Regions from separate parts of the Mus musculus genome. Here all the other regions are linked to region 1. The links are chromatin contacts, called in public ChIA-PET, HiChIP or PLAC-seq and promoter capture Hi-C maps. All regions are on one chromosome and are shown on one strand. Each heading gives the region's core, a stretch centred on a gene start, on an enhancer-like site or on the middle of the called end of the contact. The rest is flanking DNA. Distances are from core to core; before and after follow the strand shown.

Region 1 (2,651 bases), core at 50-2,549:
GTGTTGCCGAAGCCAGCACCACTCCACACAGATCTTGACATCTTCTGTGTGTGCGTTTGATTTCTTTGTGTTGCTTTGGGGCGGGGAGAAGGACTGGTTAGTTGCTTGGGTTTTGTTGTCTCACTGTGTAGCCCTGGCTAGCCTGGAACTCAGAGAGATTCTCCTGCCTCTGCCACTCGAGTGCTGGAACTAAAGACCTGTACTCCTAACAGCAAGATAGTTGGTTGGGGTTTTTGTTTGTTTGTTTTGTTTTGTTTGAGACAAGGTCTCAAGTTCAACTACGATGCCAAGGAAGGCTGACCTTCAGTTCTTTATCACCAGAGGCTAATTACAGGTGTGTGCCACAAACCCCGAGGTAATCTATAAAGTCAGATCTCACCATTTAGCGAATACTAAACGGCAGACACAAGCTCCTATAATCAGAAGACAAAGTGAGCCACACGCAGGCCCTGAGGTACAGGATCCTCAGAGAACGGAGCCACCCACCCCCAAACATCCAGAGTGACTGAGCCAGAGGGAAGCCAAGAGCAGGCAGGAACAGGTGGGACTCAGGTGGGAAGAACAGCAAGAAAAACAAGGACCATCTCTCCCTGTTCTCAAGCATTCTACTGTGTGTGACCTGTCCCTACAGTGAGTGCCACACGAGTCTGGACACACCTCCATCCTTCTCAGCCACTCAGTTGTAGGCCAGCCGGGCGGTGGCTGGGAGAGGGGGTGCTGAAAAGAATTGCCTGGCCAGAAAGGGAGCCTGGGAGCGTTGCTCATTGGGCGGTGACCTCGTCTCTTGGCACAACCCGGCAACCACGGAGCGTGGCTGGTCTGGTAGGTTGGGCGTCAGGCTGGCTCCCTCTGGCCTGGGCAGCTTAACCGAGCATGTCCGTAAGCATGGCACCGGAGGTTGAGGGGTAGGCACCGATAGGATGACTCAGTGGGCTACATATGCGCGCACCTGTCCTCTTGGAGTTAGGTTCTCCCCTCACCCAAGAAAAGAGAGGTCCTCGCTCTCTTTTCGGAATAGTTTCTCGGAAAGTCAGGACCCTCTGCTTTGGATGGAGAGTCAAAATCCCGGGGCAGCAAACATAACTGGGGTTCCCCAACCCGCTCCCCTTGCCTCTTGCTCGTCCCCGCCTCAGTCCCTACCTCTCATGGCTCTCCGGGGCGGACCCGGGCGTCAGGCCCCGGCTTGGGGCCTCCTCGGCGGCGGGGCGCGGGAGGGGAGCGCAGGCGCCGGCGGGGCTCGGGTGTCGGGAGGCGGCTCCCGCGAGCAGCTGTCGGGGGCCTGTTCCGGGGAGAGGAGCCAGCGCGGGGCCGGATCGCGCCCAGGCGCCGCCTCCCCGCGCCCGTCCCCCGCCGGTACTCCCGCCCCGGCGCCCGCGCTCCCACGCCCGGCGCCGCCCCTCGCTCCTCTCCTAGTGCGGTACCCGCCCTGCAAGTGCTCCCCAGCGCGTAGCCTCCACTAGGTGATCCGCACGCCCATCCCCCGCCACCCCGATGCTGGGGTACAGCAGCACCATCAGGGGCCCGCTAAGCCCCCTAGGGACCCCGCGCGGTGGCTCGGGGGTGGGGAGAGTTGGCGCCGTCCCTCCTCCCCTTTTTCTGGGCTCGGTTCCTGGAGAGAGGGAGAGAAGCACGGAGAAGCGGCCCCAGGGCACGCAGGAAGGAACGGGTTCCCACAGGCCCAGCACCGGAGCGAGAGCTGCAGCCCGGCTGGGGGAAGGGAGCCGGGCTCACCTGTCTAGCCAGACCCTCTAGGTTCACACTCCACCCCATTTGTCACCATTTGGCACACACCCCTCCTCCGGATCCCAACCTAAATCACTCCCCCCATCCCCGCGCGCCCCAAGTCTGAGAGCCGGTCACACTCTTTTAGTCTCAACTTTTTTCTGTTCCCTTCTTCCAGAACCTCTCCCCAGCTTGGCAGCTCCCTCCTGTCTTCTCAGGATCCCTGAGATTCAAACCCCCAAGCTCCGGATCCCCCTGGGATCCCTGCTTCATCCAGGCTAACTCTGCAGTCTTTCTCAGGCAAGCCTCCCTCAGTCCCAGTCAGTCAGCTCGGTCCCTGGTGGAAGCCGCAGAGTCTGGCTTCTGGCAAGGAGAAGGGCAAAATGGAGCCAAGACGAGGTGGGGGTGGGGGAGGAAGATAGATAGGCGCCCTGAAAAATAAAGACACTGCCCAAAGCACAGGAACGCATGACCCAGGGATACAAGGAGACAATGAACGGAGAGAGCTGCTGAGCCATGGACCGGAGAGATAGAGGCAGGGAGGACAACAGAGCTAGTGTGGGAGTGTGGGAGGTGTTCCGTCCCATTCAGCACCACCTGTCATTCCTACCTCTCTCCAACGCCACCCCCCCCCCCATACCTGCCAAGTCCCCGGATAATGTCAGGTCACAGTAAAGTCTCCGGTCTCACCACCCGGTTACAAACACATCCCAACTGACTCAAAACTCACACCCAAAAAGCATTTCCAAAGAGTCTCAAGAAAGACACGAAGTCCAAACAAACCAAGACAAGTACACACAAAAAACCTACCAGGAAGATAAGCTGCCCCTAGGGAGAAGCCAAGGCAGGCTGGGTCTCCAGTTTACAAACCCAGGGACGTTCCAGCTGCTGAAGGACCTGCTAATGGCTCCCATGGCCACTGGGAGAAC
Region 2 (2,651 bases), core at 67-2,566, 440 kb after region 1:
CAAAAAAGTAATTTAATATGTGTTTGAGTTCATTTCAAGATCAGATATTAGGGCCATATGCTCTTGGTAGGATGCCACCACTGAGTCTTCCACTGTGGTCATCTTGCAGACCAACATTAACTGTCAGTTCAAGTGAACAGCCATCACAAAGTGTGCAGCCAGAGAAAATGACTCCCTGCCCCTGACTCTGGGGGACAAGGTACAGGTATGTTACACAGGACCCCTGGAGTGAGCTGTGGACCCCAGTGCAGCACTCACTGGAACACACTGGGCCCACAGGGAGGGCTCACTATAGCCCTGGATTTCAGAAGACCCTGTCACTCAGAAAGTCCAATTCCTGATTCACTAGGGGGAGCACTGTAATTTGTGGGGGCAGAGAGACAGCAGGAGGCTTCTGCATGTTTAGGTCTGACAGGAAACAGTGTAATCTCACAATAATCGATCTTTTAATGAGAACCCTGACTTATCTTGTGTAATTATCCAGGTTAGCAATGTAGACTGATACAAATGATAATAGGAGGGCAGGGAGAAACAGGATCACTCCAGTGCAGACAAAAACTGACTAGAAACAAAATAACGCCTTCAAAAAAAAAAAATAAAGAAAGAAAGAAAAAAGAAAGAAGAAAAAGAAAAGAGAAAAAAGAAAAAGAAATTCCAGTATTTATATTCCTCCAGGGTAGCCCATAAGGGCTCATGTGACCATTCACCACTGTAGGAATAGAAAGAATTGTGTTACAGACAGGGAGGGATCTGGGAGAATGTATTCTTTGAAAATTCTAGAAACTGGGGCAACCAGCCTAGTGTTGGGGAGTCCATGTCTCCCATCAGGTAAAGGCGACTTCAGGTCCTGAGGTGTAAGGGCTGACACACTCAGCAGGACAGGAGTCCATGTCCACAGACAGTGGGTGTGGGCAGAGAATCCAGACTAGGAGAGGCCATGGCTGACAGAGGCTATAGGGGAACTGAAGGGAGCAGCTGTTGTCACCTCAGGGAAATTCTCTCCTTCCCTCCTGAGACAGCCTGGGCACTGTCCAGGGAGAAGGCTGAGCCCTGGAAGAGTCAGTGCAGTCACTGTGACAAGGGATCAAGAGACCCAGGGACACACTCTCCCTTCTGGGACAGGGGCATCACCCCAGCTGAGGGTTTCTTCTTCCCCAGGACTGAGCCCCAGCCCGAGGGCAGAGGGAGGAGCTGCCCGCGGCCCCTGCACCTGTGCGCAGCAGCGTCTCCTTCCCGAGCTGCAGGTATCTGCGGAGCGACTCCACGCACTCGCCCTCTAGGTAGGCCTTGTAATGCTCTGCAGCACCAGCCTGCTCCCACTTGCGTCGGGTGATCAGCGCTGCCAGGTCCGCCGCCGTCCACGTGTTCAAGTCTTCGTTCAGGGCGATGTAATCTCGGCCATCATAAGCGAACTGTAGGTATCCGCGGAGGAGGCGCCCGTCCGACCCCACGTCACAGCCGAACAACAGCTGGAACGTGTGAAGGCCTGCGGGATCCCAAGGTCAGCGCCGCTCACCCGCACCGCCCCCGCTCGCCCTGGCCTAGTCCACCAGCGGACTCCTCCAAAGTGAAAGGGAAACCGGTCCTGGGTCGGTTCTGCTCCCGAACCTAGACTTGGGATTGGAGATCTCCGGCCCCTGTCTAGGGACATTTCGAGCTCGTGACCTCCCACCCAGGGTCACTCACCGCCTTCACTCTGGTTGTAGTAGCGCTGCGCGGTCCTCAGGCTCCCTCGGAAACTCTGCTCATTGCGCTTGGCGATCTGTGTCTCCCGCTCCCAATACTCCCGCCCCTCGTGCTCCATCCATGGAGCCCGCGGCTCATACCTCGGATTCTCCGCGTCGCCGTCGAAGCGCACGAACTGCGTGTCGTCCACGTAGCCGACAGAGATGAATCGGGGTTCCCGGAGGCCAGGGCGGGACAAGGCGGTCTCGAAATACCGCATCGAGTGTGAGCCTGGGGGCGGCGCGCGGTGAGACCCGGACCTCCTCACGGGACTCCGGCCCACTGCGCGGGCCGGGAGGGGAGCAGGGCGCCGGGCTCCGGATGCGGGTGTAGAAGGGCGGAGGGTCTTGTGAGCGACGGGGGGACGCGGATTCCACAGTGCCGTCCCCGCCCCTCCACGCAGAGGCCGTTTCCCTCCCGACCCCGCACTCACCCGCGCGGGTCTCGATCAGGGTCAGGGCGGCCGCCAGCAGCAGGAGCAGCATTCGCTGCGCCATTGTCCCATCTGGGATACAGGGCATTTGAGGCCCTCGGGCTGCTTGGACTTTATAACCAGCGCCCGCGGAGGAGCTGTTGGTTCCTTCCCCAGGATCCTGCCACCCAATGGAGATGAGACCTGCCAGATAATTCCTGCTACCTCCGGGTCCAGAGAGGGCATCAGATCCCCAGGAGCTATAAAGTGGTGCTGCTCCAGGGCAAGGGAGGGGCAGGAGCTGAGCTGCAGGAGAGGGTGGTGTCTGCAGGGAGCAGAGTGAGGCCCTTGTGCACCTGTGTCTTAGTGAGGGTTTCCATTGCTGTGATAAGACCCCATGACCAAAAGCAACTTGAGGAAGAAAGGGTTTCTTTCAGTTTACACTTCCACATCTCAGTCTATCATTGAAGAGATTCATGGCAGGACCTTGAGAGAGGATTCTAAGTAGGAACTG
Region 3 (2,651 bases), core at 65-2,564, 360 kb before region 1:
ATAAAGGTCTAAGGAGCCTCTTTCCTTTCTGCCATTGCCATGCCATCCAGACTGAGGAAGACCTGGAAACTCCGGGGCCACCTGAGCCGAGGCCATGGTTGCATCAGGAAAACACTGCGAGCACCCAGGAGGCCACAGGAATGCTAGAGGCATCACCTCAGGATGAACTTCACAAGTGTCACCCAGGTCACTCAGGGAAAGTTGGTGTGAGGCATGACCACCTGAAGAGGAACCAGAGCTTCTGCCCAACTGTCAACCTGGATAAATTGTGGATGTTGGTCAGCGAGCAGACATGGTTCAATGCAGCTAAAACCAAGCCTGGAGCTGCTCCCATCACTGATGTTGTGTGATCAGGCTACCACACAGTTCTGGGGAAGGGAAAGCTCCTGAAGCAACCCTTCTCCTCCCATGCCCTGACTTTATCAGTCCCTCCCATGGTTATGTCAACAGCATCAACCAACAGGCAAGGGAGAGACAGGTCCTCAGGACTGAGGGGCAGGAATGGAGTTGGAACCCACTGTGTTCCCATTCCTTGCATTCCAACTGTTTTTCCATGGGGCCTCCATCCACAGGACAGGTCCCTGGCTCAGCTCAGGGAGAGGAACTCACATATCCTCCTCCCTCAGCTCTCACTGAGTGACCCTGCACCAGGAGCCTGTGCTGTTTGTATTTTGTTAATTCCACACCAACTGAGACATATATAAGAAGAGGATCCTGAATTGAGAAATTGCATCCATCCAGGACGCTTTTGGGGAAGTGTATAAGGCAATTTAAAAATTATTATTAATGATCAGTATGGAAGGGCTCAGCTCACTGCAGGTTGTCTTAGCAGGTCATCAGGGATTGTATAAGAAAGCAGGCTGAGCAAGCCATGAGCTACAAAGCTATTAGCACTGGTCCTCATCCTCTTCTTCAGTTCCTCCTTTAGAATCCTCTCAAGGTCCTGCCCTGAATCTCTTCAATGATAGACTGTGATGTGGAAGTGTAAACTGAAAGAAACCCTTTCTTTTTCAAGTTGCTTTTGGTCATGGGGTCTTATCACAGCAATGGAAACCCTCACTAAGACACAGGTGCACAAGGGCCTCACTCTGCTCCCTGCAGACTCCACCCTCTCCTGCAGCTCAGCTCCTGCCCCTCCCTTGCCCTGTAGCAGCACCACTTTATAGCTCCTGGGGATCTGATGCCCTCTCTGAACCCTGAGGTAGCAGGAATTATCTGGCAGGTCTCATTTCCATTGGGTGGCAGGATCCTGGGAAACCAACCAGCTCCTCAGCAGCGGGCGCAGGTTATAAAGTCCATGCAGCCAAGGGCCTCAGATGCCCTGTATCCCAGATGGGGCAATGGCGCTGCGAAGGCTGCTCCTGCTGTTGGTGGCCGCCCTGAAACTGACTGAGACACGCGCGGGTGAGTGCGGGGTCGGGAGGGAAACAGCGTCTGCGGAGAGGGGCTGGGGCGGCAACGGGGAAGCCGCGTCCCCACGTCGCCCACCATACCTTCCGCCCCTTCTCCACCTACATCTCGAGCACCGCACCCTGCTGGCCTCCCCGCCCGCGAACCCGGCCGGGGCTCCGGGAGGAGGTCGGAGTCTCACCGCGCGCCGTCCACAGGCTCACACTCGCTGCGGTATTTCACCACCGCCGTGTCCCGGCCTGGCCTCGGGGAGCCCCGGTTCATTATCGTCGGCTACGTGGACGACACGCAGTTCGTGCGCTTCGACAGCGACGCGGAGAATCCGAGGATGGAGCCGCGGGCGCCGTGGATGGAGCAGGAGGGGCCGGAGTATTGGGAGCGGAACACACAGGTCTCCAAGGAAAATGAGCAGAGTTTCCGAGTGAGCCTGGGGACCGCACTGAGCTACTACAACCAGAGCAAGGGAGGTGAGTGACCCCGGGTCGGAGGTCACGACCCCTCCACGTCCCCACACAGGAGCCCAGAGACCTCCCGCATCCCAAGTCCAAGGTTCGGGAGCAGAACCCACCTGGAATCGGTTTCCCTTTCAGTTTGGTTGAGCCCACAGGTGGGCGGGGCCGGACAGGTAGTCTGGGGGCGGGAGCGGGGCGGGTGGTGGCGGCCTGGGCCGGGTGGGGAGGGGGTGGGGAGCTGACCACGGGATCCCGTAGGCTCTCACACTCTCCAGTGGTTGGTTGGCTGTGACCTGGGGCCAGACGGAAGCCTACTCCGAGGGTATGAGCAGTCTGCCTACGATGGCCGCGATTACCTCGCCCTGAATGAGGATCTGATAACGTGGACAGCGGCGGACCTGGCAGCACTGAAGACCCGAAGCAAGTTGGAGCAGGCTGGTCTTGCAGAGAAGCGCAGGGCCTACCTGGAGGTCGATTGCTTGACGTGGCTCCGCAGATACCTGGAGCTCGGGAAGGAGACGCTGCTGCACACAGGTGCAGGGGCCCTCGGGCAGCTCCTCCCTCTGCCCTCGGGCTGGGGCTCAGTCCTGGGGAAGAAGAAACCCTCAGCTGGGGTGATGCCCCTGTCTCAGAGGGGAGAGAGTGACCCTGGGTCTCCTGATCCCTCATCACAGTGACTGCACTGACTCTCCCAGGGCTCAGCCTTCTCCCTGGACAGTGCCCAGGCTGTCTCAGGAGGGAAGGAGAGAATTTCCCTGAGGTAACAACAGCTGCTCCCTTCAGTTCCCC
Region 4 (2,651 bases), core at 103-2,602, 340 kb after region 1:
CTCCAAACTCCCAGCAAGTAGCCTAAAGGAAACAGACATGGTTTGGCTCCCCTGGGCACCTGAACGCAGCAGCCTCTCCTTCCCTTTTTCCAGGTATTTCTGCAGCAGATCTGAGCAGTGGCTCTTCAGGTCCTGAGAGATGTGAGGTACAGTGCTGTTTCCCACTGTACAGGAACTTGGGTTTTCGTTCAGGGTGGGGAGATCCTCGCTATCATAGGCGAGCTGGTTGTACCAGAGACACAGGTGCCGATCTGGCTCCACATCGCAGCCTTGCAGCCACTGTAGTGTGTGAGAGTCTAGGAAGGACATAGTTGGTGGTCAGTCCTGTCGCAGCAACACGAGTAGAACACAGACCAACTCCAAGTAAATCCCTGCAGACTCTTGGTTTTTGAGGAACTGGGCATGTGTTGGGTGAAACTCTGGTCTAGTGAATATGGACAACCCTGGTACATCCTTGGGATGGGTTCGGATCACTCACCGTCCATGCTCTTGTTGTAAAAATGAACCAGGGTCATCAGATTCCTTTCAGACAGCTGTCCTTGAATTGTGACTATACGAGTCTGCTGCTCCCAGTTATCTGCTTCCTCCTGCTCCAGCCAGGGTGCCATCCTCGGAGTCTCCTCCTTGCTGCTGAAGCGCAGGACCTGCATGTCGTCCACATAGCCGACGATTATGAACCAGGGCTCCCCAAGGCCAGGCCGGGACACAGCGGTGTAGAAATACCTAAGCGAGTGTGAACCTGGGAGGAGGAGCGCGATGAGACCCCGACCTCCTCCTCCTCGATCCCCATCTCGATCTCGAGCGGGAGTGCGGGCCGGGAAGGGAGCAGGGCGCCAAGCTCGGGACAGCTGAAAAAGGGGGGCTGGAGGATCTTGCTGGGTGGTGCAGAGACTGGGTGGTGCTATCCCTAGCCTTCCCAGTAGAGACAGTTTCCCTCCCCGGTCTCACTCACCCAAAGGGATCCGAGTCCAGGATGGTCTGGCATCCAGCTGCAGGAGAAGGGCGCAGACCACAGCGGCCCTGAGGACCCAGGACATCTGGGACTGGGCAGATCTTGGACAGCTTTATAAACTAGAGCGACAGCGATTGTATTATCTCAGAACCCAACTTCAAATTACAGTCGCGAGTGATTGGAAAACACCAGAAAATCTGAATTTTAAAAGTAACCAAATGACACTACCTCTGGTCGCAGAATCGATTGTCCCAAACTGATCCTCTGTTTTATGTTGGAAATTCTTCCAGTGGCAAAAGCCGCCACTGGGTCTGACAATTCTGCAGGCCTACATCCTGCACCTTCTTGCTCTCAACCCTGCCTGGGGAGAGGAGGGTCGCAGAGAGAGCAGGGCGGTAAAAGGCGTTCCTTTCTCCCACGTCATGACTTCCTTTCTTGCCTTTTCATCTTAGCCCAGCGATTGGCTTCTTGTCGTCGTTATTAGCCAATCAAATAATTAGGAGAAATTGCCCTACAGAAAGTGAGAACTAGTGCCAAGTCATCAATATCTAGGCAGAAAAACTCAAGAGAAGTTGGGGATTCGAAAGTGAAACTAAGCCAATTAGGGACTCTCCCAGCTACTTTCCTCTTGAGGTCCTGAGAGTCCTTGCCTGCCAGGGATTTGCACAGACTCCCAAAGTGCCCAGAAAGCGCTGAAAGAGCTGTTCCTTCACTCCGTCTTCCCGAGACCTGTTCAGAGGCTGTCTGTGGAATCCAGGGGAGACTGCACACTGATCTCAGGCCCTCTCATGGGACACAGGACTCCTCCAGAAGGAAACATCCCAGGGCCCATGTTGGCAATAGCCAGCTTTTTGGTAGAATTCACTGGAGACCTAGGTGAGATCCCTTCTCCTGTCTGTCTGTCTGTCTGTCTGTCTGTCTGTCTGTCTGTCTCCCTTCAGGACTTTCCTTTTTAGGCCAGGCTTGCCTCAAACTCAGGAGATCCACCTGTTTCTCACCCCCGAGTGCTGGCATTAAAGACATGCACTGCCAAGGACCAGTGAGTTATATTTTCTCAATGAACCTGCCAAGTTGACTAGCTCGCATTATGGAGTTTTGCACAAGGTTGGGACTCATCTCTGAAGCAGAGTTCTCAAAGCTCACAGGGAACATGTGGCAGGATTCCATTTCTCAGTTTCTGGGCAAGGTCCCCTGTCCTTGCTGGATGGAGCAGAGCAGGAATGTTGGTTACTCTCCATGGACTTTGGGTTCTTTGGGTGGCTTTATGAAGGCCATTGGAGGAAATCTCCTGTGTAGAGTCATCACACTGTGGGTCTGGGCACAGAACGCAGTCCTTTTAATATTTGCCCTGATCAGGACAGTCCCTCAGAGTAAAGTCAGCTGGTTCGGAGCCCTAATGACTTTTGCAGAGTCCCTTCACTGAACTAGCATTTGATGGACTGACCTTGTGAAGGTTAATAGTCAGGGTGGTTATTGGGGGAGGGCTGGGGAGAAGGAGCCCAGCACTGCCTCATTCTTCTTTGTGTGGGAAATGGTTGTCAGGGGTCATGAAAATCTAATTGAGCTAGAGTGAGGGTGGTAGTGAATGAAAATGGTACAGCCATTTCACAGTTCTAGTCGTGGTGAAGGAAAAGGAAGAGCTCAGACTGAACACAGCCAGCAGAATAGACCTGGCCATGAGAGGGAGATGGGGGAAGGC
Region 5 (2,651 bases), core at 65-2,564, 280 kb before region 1:
GTGTGTGCTCTCTGGCATGAGAATCATCTTTCTTCCAGTGTCCACACTGCACAGGCCTGGGGAACTCTGGGGCCAACTCAATTATCAGAACCCATGTCCCACACAGCTGTGACATTCATGTCCCTCACCTCATCAGCTCATACGTGTGAGTGAAGGTCAGGGAGGGAGGGAGAGGGTCAGAAATTACATAGCTTCTACCATACTATCATATTTATTCTGTGTTATAGTTGGTGACAGTTCCTCTCCTACTGTGATTGAGTCACTAAAGCAACTGCACCTTGGAAGTGCAGAAATAGAGAAGTGCAGTGGAGACAGCGATCAGTGCCCTGCTGTCTGTGGTCTGCACAGGGGTCTCTCTTCAGTGGACAAGGGGATCTCCTGTGCTGAGTCCCAGGTCTACACAGACAAACTCAGAAGGAAGATCTTTGTTTTAAAAAACAAAAACAAAACAAAGATTCCGGGCGTGGTGGCACATGCCTTTAATCCCAGCACTTGGGAGGCAGAGGCAGGTGGATTTCTGAGTTCGAGGCCAGCCTGGAGTACAAAGTGAGTTCCAGGACAGCCAGTGCTATACAGAAAAACCCTATCTCTAAAAAAAAAAAAAAAAAAACCAAAGAAGAAACAAACAAACAAACAAACAAACAAAAACCCTGCAGCCACAGCTCTTCAACTAGGAGGTAACACAAGGAATCTGTGAGAAGACAGATCCTGAGGAGAGAGGCGAAGTCTACACTTAACTGATGAGAGTCCTGCACTCAGGCTTGGAAGTGTGAGCCGCCCATTGCAGGTGAACAGAGCCTGGTCTCTATGGAGTCCATGTGGGGCTTTGCAGACCAGCGCCTCTGCTTTAAGGAGAAGCCTATCTTCACTGCATCCCCAAGTGCTTGTGTCTCCATTGTATTCCCAGAAGTGGCATTTCTTCTAGAAGACTCCAAGGTCTGACTTCTGAAGAGAAGAAGGAAGAGGAAGAGTGGAGGATAGGGCACAGAGAGTATGGCCTGCGGGTCTCTCCTGGTGTCCTGACAGCTTCTGGATCAGAACTCGGAGACACCATGACAAACAGCTCTCTGTCCCCGGCACAGGGTTCAGGCAAAGTCTTAATCTCCAGGCTGTGAGGTCAAGGGTGGGGAAGCCCATGGCTGGGGATTCCCCATCTCCCCAGTTTCACTTCTGCTCCTAACCTGGGTCAGTTCATTCTGCCAGGACACTGATGACCTGTAACAGTTCTCACCCCTATTGGGTGAGGTGATCACCGGGAACCAATCAGCGTCGGCGCGGGAGCGGGTTGTAAAGTCCACGCTGCCCACAGGAGTCAGTCGACCTGAATCCCCGAGAGGAGCAATGGCTCTAACAACGCTGCTCTTGCTGGTGGCGGCCGCCCTGACCCTGATCGAGACCCGCGCGGGTGAGTGCGGGGTCGGGAGGGAAACAGCCCCTGTGCCGCGTCCCCGCGTCGCCCACCGGACCTCCGCCCCTTCTCCACCCGAGCCCCGAGCCCTGCTCCACTCCCGGCCCGCGTACCCGACCGGGGTCCCGGGAGGAGGTCGGGGTCTCACCGCGCGCCGCCCCCAGGCCCACACTCGCTGCGGTATTTCCACACTGCTGTGTCCTGGCCCGGCCTCGTGGAGCCCCGGTTCATTATCGTCGGCTACGTGGACAACAAGCAGTTCGTGCGCTTCGACAGCGACGCGGAAAATCCGAGGATGGAGCCGCGGGCGCGGTGGATGGAGCAGGAGGGGCCGGAGTATTGGGAGCGGGAGACACAGAAAGCCAAGGGCCATGAGGAGAGTTTCCGAGTGAGCCTGAGGACCGCACAGAGATACTACAACCAGAGCAAGGGCGGTGAGTGACCCCGGGTCGGAGGTCACGACCCCTCCACGTCCCGAAACAGAGGCCGGTGAGGTCCCGGGTCCAAAGTCCGAGTTTCAGGAGCAGAACTGACCCAGGACCGGATTCCCTTTCAGTTTGGAGGAGTCCGCGGTGGGGGGTGGGGGGGGGGGTGGGCGGAGGAGGGACTGACCACTGGGTCCCGCAGGCTCTCACACACTCCAGTGGATGTATGGCTGTGACGTGGGGTCCGACGAGCGCCTCCTCCGCGGGTACCTGCAGTTCGCCTATGAAGGCCGCGATTACATCGCCCTGAACGAAGACCTGAAAACCTGGACGGCGGCGGACATGGCTGCACAGATCACCCTACACAAGTGGGAGCAGGCTGGTATTGCAGAGAGAGACCGGGCCTACCTGGAGGGCGCTTGCGTGCAGTCGCTCCGCAGATACCTGCAGCTCCGGAAGGAGACGCTGCTGTGCACAGGTGCAGGGGCCGCGGGCAGCTCCTCCCTCTGCCCTCGGGCTGGGGCTCAGTCCTGGGGAAGAAGAAACCCTCAGCTGGGTGATGCCCCTGTCTCACAGGGGAGAGAGTGACCCTGGGTCTCCTGATCCCTCATCACAGTGACTGCACTGACTCTCCCAGGGCTCAGCCTTCTCCCTGGACAGTGCCCAGGCTGTCTCAGGAGGGAAGGAGAGAATTTCCCTGAGGTAACAACAGCTGCTCCCTTCAGTTGCCCTGTAGCCTCTGTCAGCCATGGCCTCTCCCAGGCCGGGTTCTCAGCCCACACCCACTGTCTGTAGACACTGACTCCTGTCCTGCTGAG

The links. Promoter capture Hi-C pulls out the DNA fragments that hold promoters and counts their contacts. ChIA-PET counts read pairs in DNA pulled down with a chosen protein or histone mark. HiChIP or PLAC-seq counts read pairs in DNA pulled down with a chosen protein or histone mark. Capture Hi-C pulls out chosen DNA fragments and counts their contacts.
Region 2: a promoter capture Hi-C map of embryonic stem cells shows a contact between it and region 1, with 3 times the contacts expected there. The contact joins the promoter of 2410017I17Rik here to the promoter of Ddr1 in region 1. A contact is called at or near these places in 2 of 39 promoter capture datasets (embryonic stem cells and pre-B cells).
Region 3: a contact with region 1 is called in a promoter capture Hi-C map of adipose tissue. The contact joins the promoter of H2-Q2 here to the promoter of Ddr1 in region 1. A contact is called at or near these places in 3 of 39 promoter capture datasets (cranial neural crest, hematopoietic stem and progenitor cells and liver) and 2 of 9 other capture datasets (adipose tissue and macrophages).
Region 4: a contact with region 1 is called in an RNA polymerase II ChIA-PET map of memory CD8 T cells, with 8 read pairs. The contact joins the promoter of H2-T22 here to the promoter of Ddr1 in region 1. A contact is called at or near these places in 1 of 115 datasets of contacts at active chromatin or transcription factors (memory CD8 T cells) and 2 of 9 other capture datasets (adipose tissue and liver).
Region 5: an H3K4me3 HiChIP or PLAC-seq map of embryonic stem cells shows a contact between it and region 1, with 16 read pairs. The contact joins the promoter of H2-Q6 here to the promoter of Ddr1 in region 1. A contact is called at or near these places in 4 of 115 datasets of contacts at active chromatin or transcription factors (embryonic stem cells, neural tube and pancreatic cancer cells).

Annotation. Positions count from the first base shown.
Region 1 is chr17:35,699,291-35,701,941 of GRCm38.p6, forward strand. It overlaps Ddr1 (discoidin domain receptor family, member 1), which reads right to left and starts at 1,300. Exons shown (of 18, transcript NM_001198833.1): 1 at 1,141-1,300. LOC115488883 (a small nuclear RNA gene) reads right to left here and starts at 19; the gene lies at 1-19.
Region 2 is chr17:36,143,702-36,146,352 of GRCm38.p6, forward strand. 2410017I17Rik (RIKEN cDNA 2410017I17 gene) reads left to right here and starts at 1,317. Exons shown (of 4, transcript NR_033517.1): 1 at 1,317-1,501. Gm10499 (predicted gene 10499) reads right to left here and starts at 2,248. Exons shown (of 8, transcript NM_001370818.1): 1 at 2,159-2,248; 2 at 1,687-1,956; 3 at 1,211-1,486. The coding sequence starts at 2,222. It also overlaps a transcript of Gm8909 not described here.
Region 3 is chr17:35,340,993-35,343,643 of GRCm38.p6, forward strand. It overlaps H2-Q2 (histocompatibility 2, Q region locus 2), which reads left to right and starts at 1,315. Exons shown (of 8, transcript NM_010392.3): 1 at 1,315-1,404; 2 at 1,608-1,877; 3 at 2,121-2,396. The coding sequence starts at 1,341.
Region 4 is chr17:36,041,390-36,044,040 of GRCm38.p6, forward strand. H2-T22 (histocompatibility 2, T region locus 22) reads right to left here and starts at 1,353. Exons shown (of 9, transcript NM_010397.5): 1 at 953-1,353; 2 at 479-739; 3 at 60-296. The coding sequence starts at 1,037. Gm6034 (predicted gene 6034) reads left to right here and starts at 1,572. Exons shown (of 3, transcript NM_001034909.3): 1 at 1,572-1,828. The coding sequence starts at 1,741.
Region 5 is chr17:35,423,536-35,426,186 of GRCm38.p6, forward strand. It overlaps H2-Q6 (histocompatibility 2, Q region locus 6), which reads left to right and starts at 1,315. Exons shown (of 7, transcript NM_207648.2): 1 at 1,315-1,405; 2 at 1,573-1,842; 3 at 2,036-2,311. The coding sequence starts at 1,342.